Regions from separate parts of the Mus musculus genome. Here regions 1 and 2 are each linked to region 3. The links are chromatin contacts, called in public HiChIP or PLAC-seq and promoter capture Hi-C maps. All regions are on one chromosome and are shown on one strand. Each heading gives the region's core, a stretch centred on a gene start, on an enhancer-like site or on the middle of the called end of the contact. The rest is flanking DNA. Distances are from core to core; before and after follow the strand shown.

Region 1 (2,700 bases), core at 134-2,633, 740 kb after region 3:
CATCTTCCTAAAACACAAACCTCACAGCTGACATTCAACAGGCCTTATCACCTTTAAGGTGAGGCCCAAATTCTTCAGTATAAACAGATTTCACTAATCACCTTGCAGGTGCAAGCAGAGAGCAGCCCAGACTAATAAGGACATAAAGTGTGTTGTGGAAGAGTTAGAGAAAGCTCAAAAAAGCGAAAAATCTTTCAGCTCCTGCCCGAGGCGCTAAAAAAGCAAACCAGGAAGGGCATTCCAGACAGGGCTCTGCCACCTAAATGAAACAAAGTGGGGGGTGGGGGGTGGGGGTGTAGAAAGGCACCCAGGAAGGTCTGTGGCTAGAGGAGAGCGGAACTCTCTATGGATCTTGAAATTCTGAATTTCGGCTTGTAAACAGACAAACAGAAGTTGAGTGGCACTTCCAAAGCCTCCTTACAGCTGGGACAGCAAGCCTTGCTGCCTGCTCCTCAAAGCAGCCCTGAGGACCAGCTTCCCTCCTGGGGGCCATACTGCCATGCTCAGGTGTCCCTCTTGGCACCACATTCTATCTGTGCTAGTCCACCATACACTGCCAGTCACTAAGTAGGTGATCAATAAACGTTCTTGAGAGTGAAGGACAGGCGAGGCTGAGGAACTGTCACCTAGCGGTCTGCCCCAATCACGGGACGAGGGTGGAGGTCCGAGAGTGGAGGGCCAGGAGCATCCGCCCAAGCCCACCGTTGGCGTCCTTACCCGGTCTTCAGGAACTTGCAGTTGCCGTAGATGAGAAACTTGCAGAGATGCAGCTGCGCGCAGAGCCCGGTGCAGCCCGGCTTGGGGCCCTGATGCGCGCGGCACAGACGCAGCGACGACACGGCCAGCACCAAGCGCTCCGAGGCTGCCGCCGCGGCCTCCCGGCCCGCGCCCACGGCCACGACCGCCCGCGAGGCCACCACGAAGCGCCCGCAGTCCCGCAGCAGCCGCTCCAGCGCGTCGGTCCCCAGGCTGGTTCGCAAGCGGCGCCGCAGCTCCGCCAACTCCAAGGCGCCCCCCGCCGCGCACAGCAGCTGGGTCACCTCTGCCACTGCCACCGCGGCCTGGGCCATGGCCGTCGGACTGAGGCTTAGCACGGACGGCGGCGCCTTTCACGGGCCGGGCCCCACTGTTTCGCTGGAAGGAAACGAAACCGAAAGCGGGCTCCGGCCGGGAAAACAGGAGCCGTGGGGCCTTGCCACGCCCTCGGGCCGCAGCTGAGGAGCCGGCGCCCTTGTCTTAGGGCCGCCAGCTGGGGACCGCGCGGCTCGACGGCGGCCCGCGCTCGCTTGCGCGCGCACTGGGCGACCCGGCGTGCCTCGAGGCGTCGCGCGGCCGGAGATGCGGGGCGCGGGTCCTCACGGGGCCGGACTCCCGCGTCTGAGGGAGTCGTGGCCGCTCCCTTCGAGGCAGCAGCGTCCTGTGAGGCGAGTGGCGCGTTCAGCTAGGCCCGAGGGACGCCGCGGGGGGTTCAGTCAGCAACCTCGATCTCGGAAAAGCCGAGCGAAGTTTCCAGACGGCGCCGGCCGGTTGCGGCCGGTTGGTGCGTCGGCCGGCGCGCTCAGGGGGGCTCAGAAGTCGCCCGAGCCAAAGCGGGCTTTAGCAGGCGGGCCTCGGAAGCGGGGACGACGGACCCGGTCCCACCGCACCCCGGAACAAACGGAAACAGTCGCTCCGAATTGCCAGACACTCCGCTTTTGTAGCGGATCCCGCATTTCCAGAAGGAAAGCGTAGGTACGTCCTTTAAAGGGGGCCGATCCTCCCTCCCTCGCCCCTTCTGAGTAAAGGTGATGCACCTAGTTCGATTCCTCACCGGAAAGAACTCTCCTGTGTGTTACCCTGGGAGTTAAACGTTCTCGGGGTAAGTAAACGGGGGTGTGTGGGGGTATACCTATTAAAATACGACTTTTGGCACCCCCATTCCTTCCTCCAGGAGTCTCCCGGGAATAAAAGCGTTAGTAAGTCATGTTCACAGGAGAGGACGGAGTACTGGAAACAGTAAGACGGTGATTCAGACAACAAGAGTTTAACAAGCATGTTAATTCTCTGGGTTTGACCTAGAAGGACATTAGTATGTTGTGAGAAAAGATTGTAATCAAGTAGTATTCCATGGGGCTGATCGGAGGTTAAGCGGCCGCACTGCTCTGGAAGAGGACCTCGGCCGGGTTCCCAGCACCCACATAGCAGCTCACAACTGCCTGTAACCCTGGTTCCAGGAGGGATCTGACACCCTCTTCTGGACGCTTCAGACACCAGGCACGACAGGTGTGAAGGCGCCTTTAATCCCGGCACTTGGGAGGCAGAGGCAGGCAATCTCTGAGTTCTAGTCCAGTCTGGATTTGAAAGTGTACACAGTAGGATGTTTTTGAGTGAGCATGAAGCAAACCCAACACTTTGGTCACAGTGGAGTGTGGGAGGTACTAGGAAAGTGGAAAAAGGAAAGGTGAAGGCTGAAAATTGGGAGGTGAGTGCTTAGAAAATTAATTTAAAATGAATAAAATTTTATTCTAAGTATAAAATACTACAGAAAAGAGCAACTGAGGGTATAGCCCCTGGGCTCAATCCTTAGGAAGGTGTGTGCTGGGGGGGGGGGGGAGTATTACTACAAAAATGTAATAAAATGGGATTAGAGTAGACCAATTGGCAAACCCTGGAACCCAGTGAGAGATTCTGTCTCAAAATAAGGCGGGAACTGGAGAGATG
Region 2 (3,064 bases), core at 456-2,955, 520 kb after region 3:
TAGCCCTTAAAAACTAACAAATTTTTACATTTTGAAGACAGGGTCTTGTGCTTATCCAGAATGGCCTTAAACTTACTGTATAGACCAAGTTATCCTCCTGCCTAAGCATCCCTAGTAGCTATAACGACAGGTCAAGGACGACTGAGTTCACTACTGGAAAGGAAGATTCATCCTTGGTGACCGAGGATGGGGTCCATCTGCCAGCCAGGCTCCAATACTTTCATTCTGGTTCTAGAGGACAGCTGTACCTGGGAGCCATGCCATCACTGGAAATCATGAGGAAGGTTGGCTGGCATCTCTCTGCCTGTATCCTTCTACCTGACCATTACTCTGACATCAGCATTGGCATTGTTATCTTCCACCCACCTCGCTGATTCTCTCTTATGGACCTCCATAGCCTGACATCTCTTCTTTAGATTATCTTTTAGTTCCTCCTTTACCAGGTCTTCATTCACTAGACTCACTGTTCCAGCCTGCACATAACCTAGAACAATGTGCCTAACACAGCATTCAATCTTAGAATCTCTGAGGTCCCCCTGCTCTCTACAGCAGGAATCCTGGCCTGCCTCATGCAACTTAGACAATGAAACAATTTCTACAGATTTCCTATGGTCCCATAAACACATGAGTTTGCAGAGACTTGGGGATCATTCTGTATTCCCTCTCCTTCCATCAACAGTTCTGTAGGTTGTACCTCTACAGTATTACCTTGCCCCCTCATCATCTCCATGGTTACTACCTTCACTGGAGCTAGTCCCATACCTTATAATTACTATAAGCTACCCCCATTCTCCCTGGCCCTCTCTATCCTTCCAACTCTTTCTCAACACTGTGGTCAGAAGAAATTTTTTCCAGTGCAAGTCAGGTTCAGTGCAAGTCATGGCTTCTCACTGCACCAGAATAAAGTCCCACATCTTTGTCAAAACCTCCAGGGCCCTGCCCAGCTCACTGCCAGCCTCCCTGGATATCTGTGGGTCCCACACTGGTCCCACCACCCCTGTTCCTTGCTTTCTGATAGGCTCTCAGAAGCATCCCATTGTCTACCCTCTTCCTGCTTCTTGGCCAGCAGAACCCATCATCTCTCTGGTCTTGCCTAAGTGTCTCCAGAAAAGCCACTTTCCACCACCATTCTTCTTATTTTTTATTCCTTTGTATATTTTAATCATCCTTTTCAATTACTTTGTTCGTTTCCTGTGTCTTATCTGTTTGCCCACTGAACTCTCAATGTCAAGAGTGTCTGGACCATGTACATCTTGGAAACCATCCTTTAATCTCCTAGCACAAGGCTCAGTGTTACTGTTTTTCAATGCTTCTCATACAAAACCCTCTCACTTCTTCCTCCAGCTCTCTGTGCCTTTCTCATATCCTCTTCTGCTCCCTCTAGTTAGCATCTCAACTGTGTAAAGTTTCAGTATTTTCCCACTGGTTGCTTAATTACTTCTTTTATTACAAACAAAACCAAAAGCGACCTTTTATTAGTGGAATTCAATCATTCTTCTTAATATATATGAGGAAATCTATTTTCATCCCTGTGAGTGTGTCTGTGTGGATATGTGTGTGTGCATACGTGTACATGTATGTGTGCATGTGTATGTGTGTGTGTGTACACACTTAGGAGACCAAAAGAGGACATCACTTCTCCCATAACTGGAGAGCAGGCAGTTGTCATGGGTACCAAGAACTGAACTTAGGTTATCTACAAGAGCAGTCAGTGTTTTTAACTCCTGAGTCATCACTCCAGCCTGGGCTTCCTCTTTTCCTAGCAATGTGCTGTGGGGATCGTCTTCAGCGTGTTGCGCTGTCTCATTGACATTTATTTGTTCCTTGTACTTCTTCCTCCTGCTTCTTTTTATTACTCCAAATCAATTTCAGAAATAGTTTTAGCAGTTTTCAAAACAAAATAATCCTATAATGCCGGCACTGAGGAGAGAGGGCAGAGACTTCAAGGTGGGTGCTTGAAGATCATTGGCCAGCCAGGCTAGCTAAATTGAAAGGCTTTAGGTTCTGTGAGAGACCCTGTGCTAAACCTTGAACCTTGTGCTAGTAGATAGAGAAAGAATGGTTTCCAAGATATGCATGCTCCAGGCCTTCTTGACATTGAGAGTTCAGTGGAGAGACAGATAAGACACAAGGAAACAAGAGGCAGAGAGAAATCAAGGAAAGACATCTGGAACAGACTTTGGACCTCCTTTTGCCCATGTGTGTATGTGCACCTACATGCACAAGTGTACCCACACACTAATAAGTATATATAATACACATACCATACCACACACAAATCACACCGCACACTCACACACTCCATACCACTTACACCAAAACTGAAACCAAAACCAACCAAACAACTCCTTCTTTCTTTGCTGCTTCTGGAAGCTCCCTCCTCTTTGCTTTTTACTACACTCTGTATACACCTGTACCATGGCTCCTCTATGCTCTGCCTGTCTGTTTGCCCACTCTCCACACCATCCTAAATAACATTATGCCTCGAAAGATTTCACTGCCATCTGAAAACCTGGTGTCCGGTTCAGAGGTGCAGCCTAGATATCTCCCAAAGCTGCCTAAGTAGCTAGCTGTAGGATATTGTCAACCAAAGGTCTCCCAGATCAGACACAGCAACTCCACATGTCAACAACCAAGTCCTCCTCTCTCACAGGACTTGTCTCCTGCATGCTCACTAAGTGCATCTAACCTCACTGTCACCCTTAGTTCCCGCTACCAGCTCAGTTACTCTCTGACTAAATGACCCCACCCCAACACGCCTCCCACATGTCTGTGAAGGGAATCACTTCTCTCCCTTCGAAACCACAAGCTTCCAGTTTCTCAAAAGGCTCCCAAAGGGCCTTCTGGACCTCACCTAGCCTGTTGTTGCTGCCTTAAGTTCTCAGCTTCCTGCACATCTTAAGGTCCCCCGTGCAAGCTGGCCCCTCTCTGCTGGAAAGTGGTTGTGATGGTGGATCTTCATTGCCAACTTGATTTGGGTTTCGATCTGCCTAGGAAACTCAGTGAGGCAGGAAGCCCCATCACAAATATGGTGGCACTGTCCCATGGGTTGGGCTTCCAGACT
Region 3 (2,700 bases), core at 185-2,684:
CAGCCTGGTCTACAAAGTGAGTTCCAAGATAGCCAGGGCTATACAGAGAAACCCTGTCTCGAAAAACAAAGCAAAAAAAAAAAAATATATATATATATATGTGTGTGTGTGTATGTGTGTATATATATATATGTATGTGTATATATATATGTATATATTGCAACTAAATTAACGCTGCTCTGGAGTAAATACTCCATTCTTGCTTTAATTGTACACACATTTTTATAGTTTCTAATTGTGTATAGGTGTGTTGAAGAACCAGCCTGCTTCCATCCTAGACTTTAAAAGCCCATTTATAGCTGGGTGTGGTGGCACATGCCTTTAACATGAGCACTTGGGAGGCAGAGTCAGGCAGATCTCTGTGGGTTCCAGCCAGCCTGATCTACAAAGAGAGTTCCAGGATAGCCAGAGCTGTTACACAGGGAAATCCTATCTTGAAAAATAAAACAAAAAGCAAAGCAAAGCAAAAACAAAACAAACAGAAGTCACCTTATAGTAAAAACAAACTAGGTTCATTCCTGCTTATGATTAAATTTTTGTTTCTCAGATTGAGCTATGCCTCGCCTATAGCCTTAACTACAAATGGTTCTGTACTGACCGTTCCAAGAATGCCAAATCATGACATTGTTTCTAAAAGTTGTTTAGAACCATCTTGCAACTCTACCTTTGTTTCAAAAGGTTTTATAACTACCTTGTTATGGCTATCTGTTGTTATGCCCACCTTGCAACCATGACTGTTTCAGGAGGTAGTTAGGACTAACTTGTTATTGTTATATTCTGCTCTTATAACACCTCTCCCTCCTATTTTCCCCATTTCACCCCCGCAACCCCCATGATCTATAAAAACCTTGTCTTCCTCACATCCAATGCTGATCTCTCCAAACTGGCCTTAGAGAGAAGCAGTCCGTGTACACGAATAAAAAAGCTTGCTTTAATTAATTTGGTCATGATGATTTGGGGTGGTGGTCTTTCTCCTCCCATCTTTGGGATTAACATTGTCTCGAGGAAATATTTTGGTATCACTTCTGCCTCCAAACTATCCTTTGCTTCAGCAGGTACCAGCAGAAACGAGCAGAAAACAGAGACAATGTACGAGACAAGCGGAGCTGTTGTCGTCCTCACCCCAGGCAAAACGGAAGTGGTCCTTGAAAATTACCTTCCCAAGAAACTTGCTTTTGAAATATACTTCCTAGTTGTAATAGTACTTCTAAATCGCCTTTTCTTAAACTGCTTTCCTAAGTAGAGACACAGCCCCATTTTCATCCTCAGCACAAACAACAAGGATTAACTCCCTTGAGAGAAGCACCTACTCTTCCAGCTGCGGAAACACACGGAACCAAGAAGCTTAGGACATTGGTTTTGGGACGAGCCCTTTCTCAGAAGGACCAGCCTCCCGGCGGCGTTGCCGTGGAAACGGAGCTCGCTGTGTGGATGTGGCAACTCGCCGAAGCACAGCCTTTGCAGACTATCTGCAGCGGGGGCTCACAGGACCGACGCCAAGATGGTTAGTGGCTCTGAATAGTAAGGGTGGGGGATTTTGAATAGGTTTGTACCTGGGTTTAGAGTTCTCAACGCACTGTTGGATAGAATCTAGGTGCGTCTCTAGAGGGCGATCCCTTTATCCCTCCAGTGTTTCCACCGGGAATAGGGAGGGATGCGAAGAAATCTATGTACCTCGATGCTCTCTTCCCTCCTGCTTCTTCATTTCCCGATACTAGACTGTGAACTGGAAAAAAGAATCTTGGAAGACCTAGGTAGTAGAAGCTGCGTGAGTGTTTGTTTGTCTCTTATGGATAAAGTTGTTGGAAGTAGCTATTCGGTTCCCCTTCAGTAGTAGGTAATGGTCCTTTTACTAAAATGCACAATAAAAAAAGAATCTGAATAGACTTCCTAGGGTCTGATGGTAAGGGTAGATCTGACTGAGAGCTGTTACCCTCAGTTTAAAAATGACTTTTGATAGAACAGTCTTTGCTATTTGTTTTACAGATGCTTTCAAGGGCCAAACCCGCTGTGGGCGGGGAGTCACCGCACACTGACAAAAGAAAGAAGAAAGGGAGGAAGATTCCAAAACTAGAGGATCTACTTTCGCAGAGAGATTTCACTGGCGCCATTACCCTATTGGAGGTAATGTCCAAAGAAGGTTTACTTCTCAGTCTGGTGGATGGTGGGTTGAATGCTGGTTACTATGCTATTGGGACGGGTGGGTACATTATGGGTAATCCAAACAAACATAGCCAGATGCATATTCCAGATTCCAAGTTAACTATAAACCTGATGAAATACAAAACATTTTGGACTGGAGAGATGGCTCGACATTTAAAAGTATCGGCTGCTTTTCCAGAGGACCTTAATTCCCAGTACTCACGTGCCTGCTCACAGCCATTAGTAACTAAATGTTAGGAGATTCAAGGCCTTCTGGCTTCCTTCAACAAAACATATGGTATGTAGACATACATGAAGACAAAACACTTGTACACATAAAATTATTAATTTTTAGTTCCACAAATGGTGAATACAGTATTACATTTAACAGTGTCAATTCACACATTATTTACCATAAATCCTGAGTGATTTGTAACTTCTTCCTATTTACATTTTGGTTAAAAAAAATAAGTGATTTTTACTATTTACAATTTAAAACTATTGTAAACCCATAAAACATTTCAACTCTGTATGTCAGGGTCATTTTTTTAAACCAAT

The links. Promoter capture Hi-C pulls out the DNA fragments that hold promoters and counts their contacts. HiChIP or PLAC-seq counts read pairs in DNA pulled down with a chosen protein or histone mark.
Region 1: a promoter capture Hi-C map of liver shows a contact between it and region 3, with 4 times the contacts expected there. The contact joins the promoter of 4930599N23Rik here to the promoter of Ttc26 in region 3. A contact is called at or near these places in 3 of 39 promoter capture datasets (the 3T3-L1 cell line, liver and pre-B cells).
Region 2: an H3K27ac HiChIP or PLAC-seq map of microglia shows a contact between it and region 3, with 10 times the contacts expected there. The contact joins the enhancer-like site here to the promoter of Ttc26 in region 3. A contact is called at or near these places in 6 of 39 promoter capture datasets (the C10 cell line, the HPC-7 cell line, HPC-7-derived erythroid cells and 3 more), 2 of 484 Hi-C or Micro-C datasets (both in embryonic stem cells) and 1 of 115 datasets of contacts at active chromatin or transcription factors (microglia).

Annotation. Positions count from the first base shown.
Region 1 is chr6:39,117,090-39,119,789 of GRCm38.p6, forward strand. 4930599N23Rik (RIKEN cDNA 4930599N23 gene) reads left to right here and starts at 1,384. Exons shown (of 4, transcript NR_045813.1): 1 at 1,384-1,731. Parp12 (poly (ADP-ribose) polymerase family, member 12) reads right to left here and starts at 1,260. Exons shown (of 12, transcript NM_172893.3): 1 at 718-1,260. The coding sequence starts at 1,070.
Region 2 is chr6:38,898,601-38,901,664 of GRCm38.p6, forward strand. It overlaps a transcript of Tbxas1 not described here. Among named protein-coding and RNA genes, the nearest start is that of Tbxas1, 19 kb to the right of the region's middle. Within about 2 kb of position 1,706, at least 81 of the 459 cell types and tissues checked have an H3K27ac peak or open chromatin away from gene starts, as enhancers often do. A contact at or near this core is called in the HPC-7 cell line and microglia, where this site is marked.
Region 3 is chr6:38,380,090-38,382,789 of GRCm38.p6, forward strand. It overlaps Ttc26 (tetratricopeptide repeat domain 26), which reads left to right and starts at 1,435. Exons shown (of 18, transcript NM_153600.2): 1 at 1,435-1,504; 2 at 1,987-2,124. The coding sequence starts at 1,502.